Regions from separate parts of the Mus musculus genome. Here region 2 is linked to region 1. Evidence: chromatin contacts called from public Hi-C data. All regions are on one chromosome and are shown on one strand. Each heading gives the region's core, a stretch centred on a gene start, on an enhancer-like site or on the middle of the called end of the contact. The rest is flanking DNA. Distances are from core to core; before and after follow the strand shown. Region 1 holds the start of Gm38534 (a long non-coding RNA gene). Region 2 holds the start of Scpep1 (serine carboxypeptidase 1).

Region 1 (6,424 bases), core at 291-2,790:
GGCCCATGCGGGTTAGGGGGTGGATCAGAGAGCCTCATGCACAGCCCGTCCCTGAGCCCTGAACTTGTCCCTGCTCCATAGAAACTCTAAAGTTCTAACCCCTCAGACTTGAGGGAGGCGTCCGGCGTCCCTCAAAGAGCAAAGGTCCGGGTCACCATGCTGGTGGGGCAGGACGGACTTCGTGGTCACAAGGAAGGTTCCTTAGGGACAATACTGATGCAAGAGGGAGCAACCTGACACACCCCTAGTTAATTTTATCAGGGACTGCATCGAGAGCTTTTTTTTTTTTTTTTTTTTTTAAGAATCGCAAGAGACGGTCCAGTCTGCCTGTGTTGAGGAAGCTGTAACTTTCCAGTGCTCCTAAATAGTGAGCCTGGGAATTGCTGTGACTGACCCAGGGGGAGGAGCTGGTCTGACCCAGGGGGAGGAGCTGGTCTGACCCAGGGGGAGGAGCTGGTCTGACCCAGGGGGAGGAGCTGGTCTGACCCAGGGGGAGGAGCTGGTCTGACCCAGGGGGAGGAGCTGGTCTGACCCAGAGGGAGGAGCTGGTCTGACCCAGGGGGAGGAGCTGGTCTGACCCAGGGGGAGGAGCTGGTTTATTTAAAGACCTGACTTTATTTTTTTTCCTTCCTTTCCTTAGCAGTTTTAGCTTTCTTTTTTGTTTCTCTCTGTTTTAGTTGGAGTTTGGGTTTCTTGTTTGTTTGGGGCTTTTGTTTTTAATGAGTCCCTTGTTGACTGGGCTAATAAGAACATTCCAGAAGTGAGGATAAGATGGCTAATTTCTTTCCACCTGCTTCTAATCTATAGAGAACAAACCAACCCAAGGCTTTACCCTCCCTGAGGGCTTCTCAGTTTCAGGGAAAACGAAACATCCCCGTGACAACTTGGCTCCCCTGTCTGTCTCTCAGGAGCCTCGCAGTGCAGATGTTGGGAGACACTGCTCAAAACAGTGGACAGGTGGGTCTGTGGGAGTGGGGGTAACAGGCTCTTAAAAGGTCTGCAAGCAAAGGCTTCGGGGAGACTGGGCATCACTGTGCCAGGCTCTATCATGAATGACATCTAATGACCTGCCCTTGGCCTTTTTTCTTCCTTCCTTCCTTCCTTCCTTACTTCCTTCCTTCCTTCCTTCTTTCCTCCCTCCCTCCCTCCCTCCCTCCCTTCCTCCTTTCCTCCCTTCCTTCCTTTGGTTTCTACTCTGCCTCAGCTTGACATGATAAAATAGGGCGTATGAAACTGAGCTCTGTGGACAGAAGACCGTCCCTGAACAGTCTGGGACTCGGGCATGTCTGTTAACCACCAGGCTCTGCTAGTGAGCATCCGATCAGGAGAATTCTGGAATTCAGAAATCTTTACCAGTTCTTGGTACTAACCTCAAACGTCCCTTGTGACTTGGGGCCTTTGGTTCTAGGGGTTCAAGTTTTCCCTCTGGGAAATGCCCAAAACAGTCCCCGTTCCCTAGGGAGTGAGTACGGGGTATGTCAAAGGAAGACAGAAGAGCCAATATTATAAATCACCCCTCAAGTGGCTGCCTAAACAGAGCCAGTCAGACCCCGGACAGCTCCCTTTCCCTGCCCTCCACACACACCCTGACAGCATCCCACAGGCCTCCTGCCTCCCTGTGAGGCCTCAGGCGACTTCACAGCCCGTGAATTTCCTTTGGCACTTTGAGGCTTCCTCCCACCCCCACCCCAGAGGATGCATGAGACCGCAGCAGGAAATGAAGAACATATTTTTAAATCAGAGGGGAAGCGATGTCTTTGTGTCAGATAAGTGGCCTGGATCCAGGGCTGAGAGACTGTGGCACATCTCTCCTTGCAGACAGCAGGTGCTCTTCGAGATGTGGTTGTGGCAACAAAATAAATGATGGATAATTGCTTTTGTGACAACTTGCCAATTAAATTAGACTCAGCAGAATAACATAATGACAATTTGTTATGCTCCGGTGGGCACTAACATACCAATCATAATTAAATGCTATGACTGAAATAGAATACGGCTCAACGCAGGAATATATAACCCCAATTCCCTCTCCGTGAAACATTATAGGTTGAGGCTTGATTTTAATTTCGGGAAGATAATGGCATTAGTGCATATCTGAGTGGGTTTGTGGAGAGGCCTGTGGTGAGAGGAGATGGGCCCGAGTGAAGGCTGGCCCAGGGGAACGCCCTGGGGGGCTGATCTGCAAGGTAGTGAGGAAGTGTGGGGAGTCTTTGGGCGAAAACAGTGTTTCTTGGATGTGTCTGGTCTTGCCTACAGAGCTTGGGAGGCACGGGAGAAAGCTGTTGCCAACAGCCTCTGAAGTAACTGGGCCTACACTGTAGAGTCCCAAAGCCCTCCATCTAGAATGTTCTATGGGTGTTTGTTCTCACACCCTGTTTTAAAAAAAAAAAAAAAAGTCACTCTACCTCCACCAAGCTTGGGAAGCAAGGAAGAAGGGGTGGGAAGAATGTAAGACCTGGAGGGAGGGAGAGGTGCTGAGAAGCCTGGTTGTTGTTCACGTGAACTCACAGCAGCACAAGGTCAAACCAGTTACATTCCAGCCTGGATCTAGAAGGGGCTGCACTGGGCACAGAGGACCTATTTATTGATTGCTAACTGCTGTTGGGCAAGGGAGAGTCATTTTTCTTTGAGAATGCCCCAGACCTATGCAAACATGGCCAGCATGACTGACATTTACACCAGCACAGATTCTGCATCCAAGGCTCAGGGGATATCGCAGAAGAGGAGTTGAAAAGGATGTAAGAGCTGTAGACTCAGGACGTCTGCTGTGAGACTGTGCCTTCTAGCTATGTCAGAAAAGCTATGCCCCTGAGATCTCAGCAACATGGCTGCCTAAAGATGGTCTAAAGGATTCCAACAGTTGACAGCCCATGGGTAGATGGGGGAACTCTCACGGGGCCATACCCCTAGATGCTACAAGCAATTAACAACTTTGAGAGAGGGAGAATTAGTTTTCCCCAGGAATGAACCCTGGGATCAATTATCTAATACCCAGCGATCAGCTCTAGGAACATATACATGCAGACAACACTGTATAGATCCAGTGGATTATAGCTATGCGTTTACTCATTTATATTTAACATCATTAGCTAAAGAAGAGGAGGCCGTGGATTTGCCGAGATTGGTCAGATGTGGAAGGGTAGGAGGGAGAAGAATGGAGGGAGAAAGAACCTAATTACATTTAAGATTTAAAAAATGCAGAAAGGAGGAGACTGGAGAGGTGACTCAGGGGTTAGGAGAAGTTGGCCCTCTAGCAGAGAGAACCCGGGTTCTGTTTCCAGCACCTACACAGCAGCTCATGGCCTCTGTCACTCCAGTCCCAGGGGATCAAATGCCTTCAGATACCAGATATTCATGTGGTGCACACATATTCTTGTAGGTAAAACACTCATGCAGACACACACACACACACACACACACACACACACACATGAGCTCGCATGTTTTAGAGTTTGGTTTTTCGAGACAGGATTTCTCTGTGAAGCCCTGGCTGTCCTGGAACTCACTTCTGTAGACCAGGCTGGTCTTGAACTCAGAGATTCAGCTGCTTCTGGTTCCTCTGTTTCATCTGCTGGGATTGAAGGCGTGTGCCGTCACAGCCCAGTTCCATTTCTTCTGTGACTTACACTTCCGGGACGCAGTCATTAGTGCTTTTCTCTTCTCCTACTAGATCGTAGCAGCTCTGTGCACACGATAGCTGTTCACCCTTCTATCCGAGCTTTGTATTGATTTTTTGTGGGTGCCACACTCATGCACCCCAATCCACTCATCTCCCCATCCCTTCCCATCTACCCACCGCCCTTGCGACCTCCGCATGAAATAACAAGACAAAGCAAAGATAAAAAATATATATCTCATGGTGGAAGCTGCAGTGTGTCCCACAGTCTACCCTTTTGTCCACACAGCTTTACTTGCAGATGTTCATTACAACGAGTCACTGGTCTGGTTCGAGGCCTCTGGCTTCTGCTACACCCTCAATACTGGGATTCTCCCCAGGACTCCTCTCAGATAACCTGTTGTTGCCCTGTATCATGGAGCTCCTGCAGCTTTAAATCTGCAGGACTGGTCCCTTCACAAGCTCTAGCAGTTCATACATGGTGGATGTTGGGGTGAGCCAACTCAAAGCCTGGATCTGGGCTGAGCGGTAGCTGAGTTGGCCAGACTGCCAACTCTTCCCCAGTCCACATCCCCAGCGCAAGCTCCCTAGCACTGCCCCAGCCAGCTCACCCAATGCCAGCATCTGGCAAGGAGCAGGGCCAGCTCTCTGGCTTTCATACCCTCGGGGGCCAGCTCACCTGTACCCAGGCCACCAGAGTCACCCCCTACTCTGCTGTCCAGTCAAGTGGCAGAGCAGGGAGCCTGTTCTCCCAAGCACTACAGCTGGTGAGGGGTTGGGGACAGCTGTCCAGCTCACATGACTCAGGGACCAGCTCTTCTGCCTGCTGCAAGTGACCAAGGAGGAGAGTGTGGCCTCTCTCCTGTGCCTGAGCCACTGCACAGCAGATGAGTGGCAGGGCCAGCTGTCCCACGTTCATGCCATCAGGGCCAGCTCTACTGTGCTGCCCAGGGAAGAAGCAGGGGCCACTCTCCCAGGGGTGGGGGCAGCTCTCCAGAATGCCACAGCCAGTGAGAGGCTGGACCAAGCTCTGCACAGCCCTTGGACAGTAACATCGTCTCAGGCCTCAGCCCTGACCAGGGATGCCACAGACATCAACAGAGCTCTGCTTGTGCATGGCTATGGACCCAGACATGGCCCTCATGGGCTGGGACTTCACGGTGGCCTCAGGTGGAAGGGGCGGGTACTCACATCATGCTGTTCCTCTCCACGCTGGAGTCTCCAGTTCCACCTCTCTTCAAAACACTCAAACCCTTCCGCTTCTCTTTCTCTCCCATCTCTTTACGACATACTCACGGCAGGCCTCTGGGTATCTTCCCCTGCCAGCATCGCGTGTTATCCACCTTTTTGTGTGATTTTATTTTATGTGTTTGGGTGTTTGCCTGCATGGATGTCTGTGTGCCACATGCATTCAGTGTCTGTGGCAGCCAGAAGAGGACATCAGAACCCCCTGAAACTTGAGTTACAGACAATTGTGAACGGTCATGTGTGTGCTGAGAATCAAAAGCCCGCGTTCTTAACCAGTGAGCAGATGGTGTTCTTAGCCACTGAGCCGTCTTTCTAACTCCGAGTTACAAAAGAACTAGAAGTCTTTCTGAGCTTGACATGAGACCCAGAAGACCGTAGACGGACAGTTCTGGAGAGCAGGTTATATAAATAAGAAGTGAACAACAACGACAAAAACTCTGTAATGTGGAAAATACCAACAAACCATGGCTAGTACTTCTGTAGTTGTAATTTTGTTTTATTTTATTTTGGCATTTTTATTCAATTATTTTATTTATTTGTATTCCAGCTGTGTAATTATATTTTTACATCTTTAATCCACTTGTAATTTGTTGAATTATGGTACTAGCTGGAAAGCCAAGCTTAAACCTTCCCTGAAATCCCCAGCGGAGTCCCAGCAGTCCTTACCCAATAACCCACCCTTACCTCAGTAATGTGCAACATTATTCTGTCATACAGTCATATAGTTAACATCCATCCACCCGAGGCTGTTTCTCTAGACGGTCTTCTGTACTCCCTGGCCTAACTGCCTACTTCTATACCTGAATCAGGATGTTTGGTGACTTACTACATGCTACTTGCTTTGTTTTTGAGACAGTGTCTCCTGATGGCCCAGTAATCCAAGCTGGTCTTAGATTTACAGTGACTCTGCTGCCTGAACACTGACATTTTAGGTGTCCAGCATTGGCTGTAATACATACAGTAGATAGCAGATAATATCACATCTTTATATTTCAAGGTTTTTCTGGCAGTTCTCATACATTTACCTTCTAAGTGGATTTTTATTATGAGGTTGTAAGATTAAAAAAAATAAAAATCAGAAAAATTTAAACCTTCAAACTTAAAAACTTGGGACTGGGCGTGATGGTACCCACTGCAATCCCAACACTTGGGACTCTAGGCCAAGAAGACTGAGTCTGAGGCTAGCTTAGGCTACATAGCAAGACTCATCTATAGCAAGATAGATAGATAGATGATAGATAGATGATAGATAGGTAGTTAGATGGATAGATAGATAGATAGATAGATAGATGATAGATAGGTAGATAGATGGATGGATAGATAGATAGATAGATAGTAGATAGGTAGATAGATGGATGGATAGATAGATAGATAGATGATAGATAGGTAGATAGATGGATAGATAGATAGATAGATAGATAGATAGATAGATGATAGATAGGTAGATAGATGGATGGATAGATAGATAGATAGATAGATAGATAGATAGATAGATAGATGATAGATAGGTAGATAGATAGGTAGATAGATGGATAGATAGGTAGATAGATGGATAGATAG
Region 2 (6,926 bases), core at 3,805-6,304, 720 kb before region 1:
AGAACAAATTGGCCGGGGGCTGGAGAGATGGCTCAGAGATTAAGAGCACTGACTGCTCTTCCGAAGATCCTGAGTTCAAATCCCAGCAACCACATGGTGGCTCACAACCATCTGTAAAGAGATCTGATGCCCTCTTCTGGTGTGTCTGAAGACAGCTACAGTGTACTTAGATATAATAATAAATAAATCTTAAAAAAAAAAAAGAACAAATTGGCCAAATGGTTTCCAAGAAGATGGGTCCTGAAACTGAAGAATCCCCTTTATTGTGGTAATGCTACCACTGGGCAAAACTGCCCCCTGCCTCTTCTGCTGCCAGGTCCTGTGCAAACAGTAGACACCTTTTGGGTAACTGTTATATTCTACCTAGCTAGGATTGTCACTAAGCTGACAAAGATCAGCCAAAGCTTAGCTTTGGACTGCAAGCTACTCAGGACCTTCAAATTGCTGAGTTTGTATGAAACTGACATGAACATCCTACAGAACTTTGAACTCAAAACCACTTAATCCTAAAACTGTCAAATACAACCAAGCCTGTAATTTTTGTTTGTTTGTTTGTTTTTAAGACAGGGTTTCTCTGTGTAGTCTTGGCTGTCCTGGAACTCACTCTGTAGACCAGGCTGGCCTTGAACTCAGAAATCTGCCTGCCTCTGTCTCCCAAGTGCTGGGATTAAAGTCGTGCGCCACCACCGCCGCCCAGCTAAGCCTGTAACTTTTAATTCTTAAAAATGCAATGAGGGGGCTGGAGAGATGGCTCAGGGGTTTAGAGTGCTGACTGCTCTTCCGAAGGTCCTGAGTTCAAATCCCAGCAACCACATGGTGTCTCACAACCACCCATAATGAGATCTGATGCCCTCTTCTGGTGTATCTGAAGACAGCTATAATAATAAATAAGTTTTAAAAAATGCAATGTAAAGTCCTTTTGGAAGCTATCATTATGAACTGTTTAGCTTAATTACGAAATGCAGGTTAATGGTCAATCAACCCCGTGGTTTTATTAGGTCCTAGTTTAGTTGCAGATGTATTCAAAGTTAATCAGATAATAAATAGCTAGAGACAAGTAGCATTTGCCTATTCAGGTATACTGAGTAGATGGTCTTCAAAAACATCAGAGATCTGTAGAATATGGCATTTAAAAATACTTCATAGCTGGGTGTGGCGGCACACGCCTTTAATCCCAGCACTTGGGAGGCAGAGGCAGGCGGATTTCTGAGGCCAGCCTGGTCTACAGAGTGAGTTCCAGGACAACCAGGGCTACACAGAGAAACCCTGTCTCGAAAAACCTAAAATCAAAACAAAACAAAAAAAACAAAAACTTCATTAGTTTAAGACTTGTGACACTGAGAGCTGTCAGCTCCTGGCAGCATCCCCGTACTGCTTCAAAGAAAATGATGAGCATCAGAAAATCTCCTCATGAAGCTTTACTTCATATGTGGCAAGCTGCCACTGGGCAAAGACCTGCCCTTGCTTCAACTGCTGACAGTGTGCTATCCAAGCTGAAGACAGGCAGGCCACAAGGAGAGTGGACTGAGAAATTCTGCCAGCCCAAGGTGGAAAAGTCCTTCAGAATTCCTCCTTCACAGAGAAGTCTGTCCAATGTTCTGGGATAGTAAACCACAGACACGGACACTCCAGCATTGCAGAGGAACCTTGGGGACTGTCCAGGCAGCCAGCAGTCTCTGTCATTTCTATAGTTTTGGAATCTACTTGCTTTGCACTTCCTCTTTATTCAGTCGATGTTTATTATTCTCAGCTCTGATGAGGTTGAAGACTAGATAGTTACAGTCTCACAGTTAAGCTTAAGTTGTTTAGGACATAAGACAATGTTTTAAGATCTAAAAAGATGTTTCTAGGTTGAAAGATGGCAGTTATGATAGAAAGTGATTTAGTGGGGGCTGGAGAGATGGCTCAGCGGTTAAGAGCACTGACTGCTCTTCCAAAGGTCCAAGGTTCAAATCCCAGCAACCACATGGTGGCTCACAACCATCTATAATGACATAAGCTCAGCTGGCAGTGCTTGCTTTGCATGTGTGAGGATTTGATTCGCAGCCACCACCACCACCACCGCCACCACCACACAAACAACACACAATTTTTCAAAAGAAATCCCTGGGGCATCAGAGAGGCCTGACTCTGGGTGTGCCTATGGACAACCATCGACCAGGGTCTCAGACTGAAGAGAAAGGGGAAAGGAATGCCCAGTGAGGGCCATCATTCCTCTCTCTGCTCCCCGCTCCACCCAGACACAAGCAAGCAGCCTCCCATCTCTGCTGCTACAGACCACACCCTCTCAAACTATAAACCAAAACAAATCCTTCTGCCCTTCAGTGGCTGTCAGCTCACAGCAATAGTAAGTAATACACTCTCTCTGGAGACCTGAGAAGTCAGCAGGGCTGTTTCCCAGGGAGACTGCAGAGGGCAGGACCCAGGCTACTTACCATACTATACAGGTAAGGTCCCCAGGACAGCACTGAATCTAAAGAAAACCAGATGGATACAAATTAGCTATATCTTTCCAAAAAAATACCCCACAATGGCTTCCCTTCTAAGCACAAAGGGACAGGAGCAAGAAACCCAGTGACTTTGAGGGGAAACACTCCAGAGAACCCTAGTGTCCAAGCAGGAATGGCTGACATCTCAGTGGCTGGAAGATGTTCTTCCTGCCAATTCTAAGGTCCAATGCCAGGCGTGTTGGCACACGCCTTTAATCCCAGCACCTGGGAGGCAGAGGCAGGCGGATTTCTGAGTTCGAGTCCAGCCTGGTCTACAAAGTGAGTTCCAGGACAGCCAGGGCTATACAGAGAAACCCTGTCTCAAAAAAACAACCAACCAACCAACCAACCAAAAAAAAAAAAAACAAAAAACAAAAAACAAAAAAAACAAAAAGAACCCCAAATAAACAAACAAACAAAAAAGCTAATCTTTTCTATATTTTATTATGAAAAAATCCAAACATAGAAAATTTGAACTTTTTTGCTGCAAAACACTCTGTGGCTCATAGTCTACCACTAATATCAAACTACAATACTTTATTTTTATCTATTCATGTATTCATTCTTTCTCTTGAGATGGAGGTCTTGCTCTGCAGCCCAGGTTAGAGAAAAACCTCATGGAAATTCTTTAGCTGCAGGCTTCTGAGAACAAGGCACATAGTACAGCCTCTGGTGGTTAAGTGTGTTTGGCTCTGATCATAAAGAACATGGAAAGCTGGGCGTGGTGGCGCATGCCTTTAATCCCAGCACTCGGCAGGCAGAGGCAGGCGGATTTCTGAGTTCGAGGCCAGCCTGGTCTACAGAGTGAGTTCCAGGACAGCCAGGGCTATATAGAGAAACCCAGTCTTGAAAAAAAAAACAAAAAACAAAAAACAAAAACAAAACCAAAAAAAAGGCTAGATTTTTCAGGCATTTGGCCCCACTCATGTTGGAGCAGGAGAAAAGTAGACAGCAGACTCCCACTTCTCTGCAGCCCTGCCCTCAGTGGCAACGTAGGACACAGGATACGCACTACACTTTCTAGAAGCTATAAAATCTACAGGTTGCAAAGAAAAACATTTCTGCTGATGCATAGGAGGCATGGGGGAGGATAAAAACCTGAGTCAGGGACACATTCTTTGTTCTTGCTTTCTTTTGTGAGTTTGTTATCTTAAAACAAAGTTTGCAGAGACAAAAGTCACTTCCAGGTAGCTCTTGCTGTTGCTTGGCTCTGTGAGGTGACTCAGTACCCCTAAAATATTCCGTAAAATAAAAATTTATCTTCAGACAGACATATCATACACACACACCTCTGCAGTCCATGTTTTCTTCAAATTCCTCTCCACAAGCCCTTGATACCTTCTTTTAAATAACTGCTTTGAAGATAGTATATCACACACAGTGATGTTGACCATGCTATCAAGAGAGAAAAAGTCCACTTTTTTTTTGCTGTGTTTAAAATACATAACCAAAAGTTATAGGATCTATATAGTAATTTTTTATGAATTACTAGTATATTAATGACACATGTGATTTGATAATAATATTTTCGATTCACTTTATCTATGTGAGCGTTTTGCCTGCAGGCTTATATATGCATCATATGTATGCTTGAGGAAGTGCCAGATCCCCTGGATCATGAGATGTGGAGTTCTGAATCTGTACGCCACCATGTGGGTCTTGGGAACCAAACTTGGGTCCTTTGGAAGAGCAACAATGCCCTTAACCCCTGAGCCACCACTTCAAAGTAATGGGTTTCTGAAAATAGAATCTAGACTCTTTCTTTCTCTCTTCTTTTCTTTCTTTCTTTCTTTCTTTCTTTCTCTCTCTCTCTCTCTCTCTCTCTCTCTCTCTCTCTCTTTTTCTTTCTTTCTTTCTGTTTTTTTTTTTTTTTTTTTTTTTTTTTTTTTTTGAGACAGGGTTTCTCTGTGTAGCCCTGGCTGTCCTTGAACTCACTCTGTAAACCAGGCTGGCTTGGAACTCAGAAATCCACCTGACTTTGCCTCCCAAGAGCTGAAATTAAAGGTGTGCGCCACCACTGCCCAGCTCTAGTCTTAAAAGACCTGCTGGTTCGTGCTTTAATCTGACTTCATCTTTTCAGATGCAATTTTTTAAAATTCTAGGCCTGAGACTATGGAGATGGCTCAGTAATTTAAGAGCACTTGTTGGTTTTCCAGAGGACTCAAATTCAGTTCCCAGCATCTGCACCGGCCACTCAAAAAGCCCTGTAACCCTAGCTCCAGAGAAACCCACTCCTTCTGCATAAACCCACACATGTGGCATATACATTCATACACACATATGCACATAAAATAATAAAAACAAGTCTTAAAAGATAAAACATAAGCCTTTTGTCGGAGAAGACAAACACGGGCCGGGCTGAGGGGATGGTGGTTATCCAGTTGTAGTTTTCTCAATTCTTCCCTACTTAGTAACCAAGGTCAGATGACATATTAACTGCCTCCTTTGTAGCACCTCCCTCGAGAGCCCTTTGTAGGAGGTCCTGGGTGGGTCCGACCGGCAGAGGGAGCGCGGAATCCTTAGGAGTGTCAGGGCCCACTTAGGCTCCGCCCCTGACTCCGCCCAGTCCCCGCGCAAGCCGTCACGCGATGGCCTTTGGCTCCTGCCTGTTGCTGATGTTGCGGCGGGGTTTTCATCATGGAGCTCTCGCGGCGGATCTGTCTCGTGCGACTGTGGCTGCTGCTCCTATCGTTCTTACTGGGCTTCAGCGCGGGTAGGTTCGTGAGAAAGACGCACCAACGGTGGGTGCCTCCTTCTCGAATTTGTTGATGCGTTCGCGTTTTTCTTTTTCTTTTTTTTAAAACACATTTCTTTCTCCCGCTTCTTCCCTTGAGAAATTTATATTGTTTCTGAACCTCTTAATTTTTATTTGTGTCTTAATTCAAAGTGCCTTTTCCTGCCCCTTCCTGATGCAGGGTGATTCCTGGAGATGGAAGTGTTTGTACAGAAACGTATGGTTTCAGGAAATTGCTGATGAGTGAGACTTCACGGTCTAAAGGCCACCTCCCCTTTCTCCTGTGGTTAGCTGCCTAGTGACGTTTTAGGGTCATTTGATTGAGCTGAGATTGGAGGCCAAAGAGACCTCTACAAATCCTTGCTTTGAAACAAAGCCTGCCACCTCTGCTGGTTTAGAAGAGACAAAATATCAGCTGACTGCTCTGGCCTATTTTTGGGCAAAAAAGAATTTTGTTTTGTGGAATGACTTGCAAATTGGCACATTTTCTTTCTTTCTTTTCTTCTCGTTTTTTTCCTTTTTTTCTTTTTGTTTGTTTTTCCAGACAGGTTTTTTTCTGTGTAGCCTTGGCTGTCCTGGAACTCTCTCCATAGACTAGGCTGGCCTCGGACTCTTACCTACCAAGTGTCTGGATTAACTCTCACTTTATTAAAGGAAAAAAATATATTTTGTCTTGCCTCCATGTCTGTCTGTGTACTACTTGTATGCCTGGTGCTCTGAGAAGTCAGAAGAGGGCTTTGGATCTCAGGAAAGCGAAGGTACAGAAGTTGTGAGCTGCCATGTGAATTCTGGGAATTAAACCCAGGTCCTCTGGAAGAGCAAGACAGTGAGAAAGTGATCTTACCAGCTGAGCCATCTTTCCAGCCTTTTAATTTAATTTCTTTCTTTCTTTCTTTCTTTTTTAATTTGTTTTGTGAGTGTCAAAGGGTGTGTGTGTGTGTGTGTAGTCAGAGGACAACACGGAGAAGTCAGTTTTTCTATGATGTAGCTCCCTGTGACTGAACTAAGGGTGCCAGGCTTGGTGGCCACTGTCTTTTATCTCCTGAGTCATCTCACCACCCCTGATTTTCAGTCTTTTTTTTTTTTTCAAAGATTTATTTATTTTATGTATATGAGTACACTGTAGCTGTGCAGATAGTTGTGAGCCATCGTGTGGTTGTTGGGAATTGAACTCAGGACCTCTGCTCGCTCCATCCAGCCCTGTTCACCCCATCCCAAAGATTTATTTATTATTATATGTAAGTACACTGTAGCTGTCTTTAGACACGCCAGAAGAGGGTGTCAGATCTCATTACAGATGGTTGTGAGCCATCACTTTCAGCACTTGGGACTTGAACTCAGGACCTCTGGAAGAGCAGTCAGTGCGCTTAACCACTGAGCCACCTCTTCAGCCCCACCCCTTATGTTTTAACAGGAGTTTGTACCAGGGAAGGGAGAAAAACACCAGGGTTTACATTATGAGGGACTTGAGCCTTATCAGTCATTTCCAAGGGAACTCTAATTTCATGTTATTTTATAGATACAGCCACACCCGTAATTTTTCAGCCTGTTTTTCCTTAGATGCATCCCCACCCTGACATTGCGTACATGTGTGCATGTGTGTGTGTGTGTGTATAGATATGGAGGTCAGAAGAGAACCCCATGTGTTGACCCTCAGGAATTATCTACCTTCTTTTTTGAAAGACAATAATTTTCTCTGGTCT

What was found. Hi-C and Micro-C count contacts between places; a contact is called where the count stands out from the background.
Region 2: a Hi-C map of pro-B cells shows a contact between it and region 1, with 4 times the contacts expected there. The contact joins the promoter of Scpep1 here to the enhancer-like site in region 1. A contact is called at or near these places in 2 of 39 promoter capture datasets (cranial neural crest and maxillary cranial neural crest), 2 of 484 Hi-C or Micro-C datasets (the N1E-115 cell line and pro-B cells), 4 of 115 datasets of contacts at active chromatin or transcription factors (bone marrow-derived dendritic cells, embryonic basal ganglia, large pre-B cells and 1 more) and 2 of 9 other capture datasets (adipose tissue and liver).

What each region holds. Positions count from the first base shown.
Region 1 is chr11:88,229,452-88,235,875 of GRCm38.p6, reverse strand. Gm38534 (a long non-coding RNA gene) reads right to left here and starts at 4,918. Exons shown (of 4, transcript XR_001780289.2): 1 at 4,808-4,918. Within about 2 kb of position 1,540, at least 237 of the 459 cell types and tissues checked have an H3K27ac peak or open chromatin away from gene starts, as enhancers often do. A contact at or near this core is called in the N1E-115 cell line, adipose tissue, liver and 2 more, where this site is marked.
Region 2 is chr11:88,953,570-88,960,495 of GRCm38.p6, reverse strand. Scpep1 (serine carboxypeptidase 1) reads left to right here and starts at 5,054. Exons shown (of 13, transcript NM_029023.3): 1 at 5,054-5,202. The coding sequence starts at 5,127.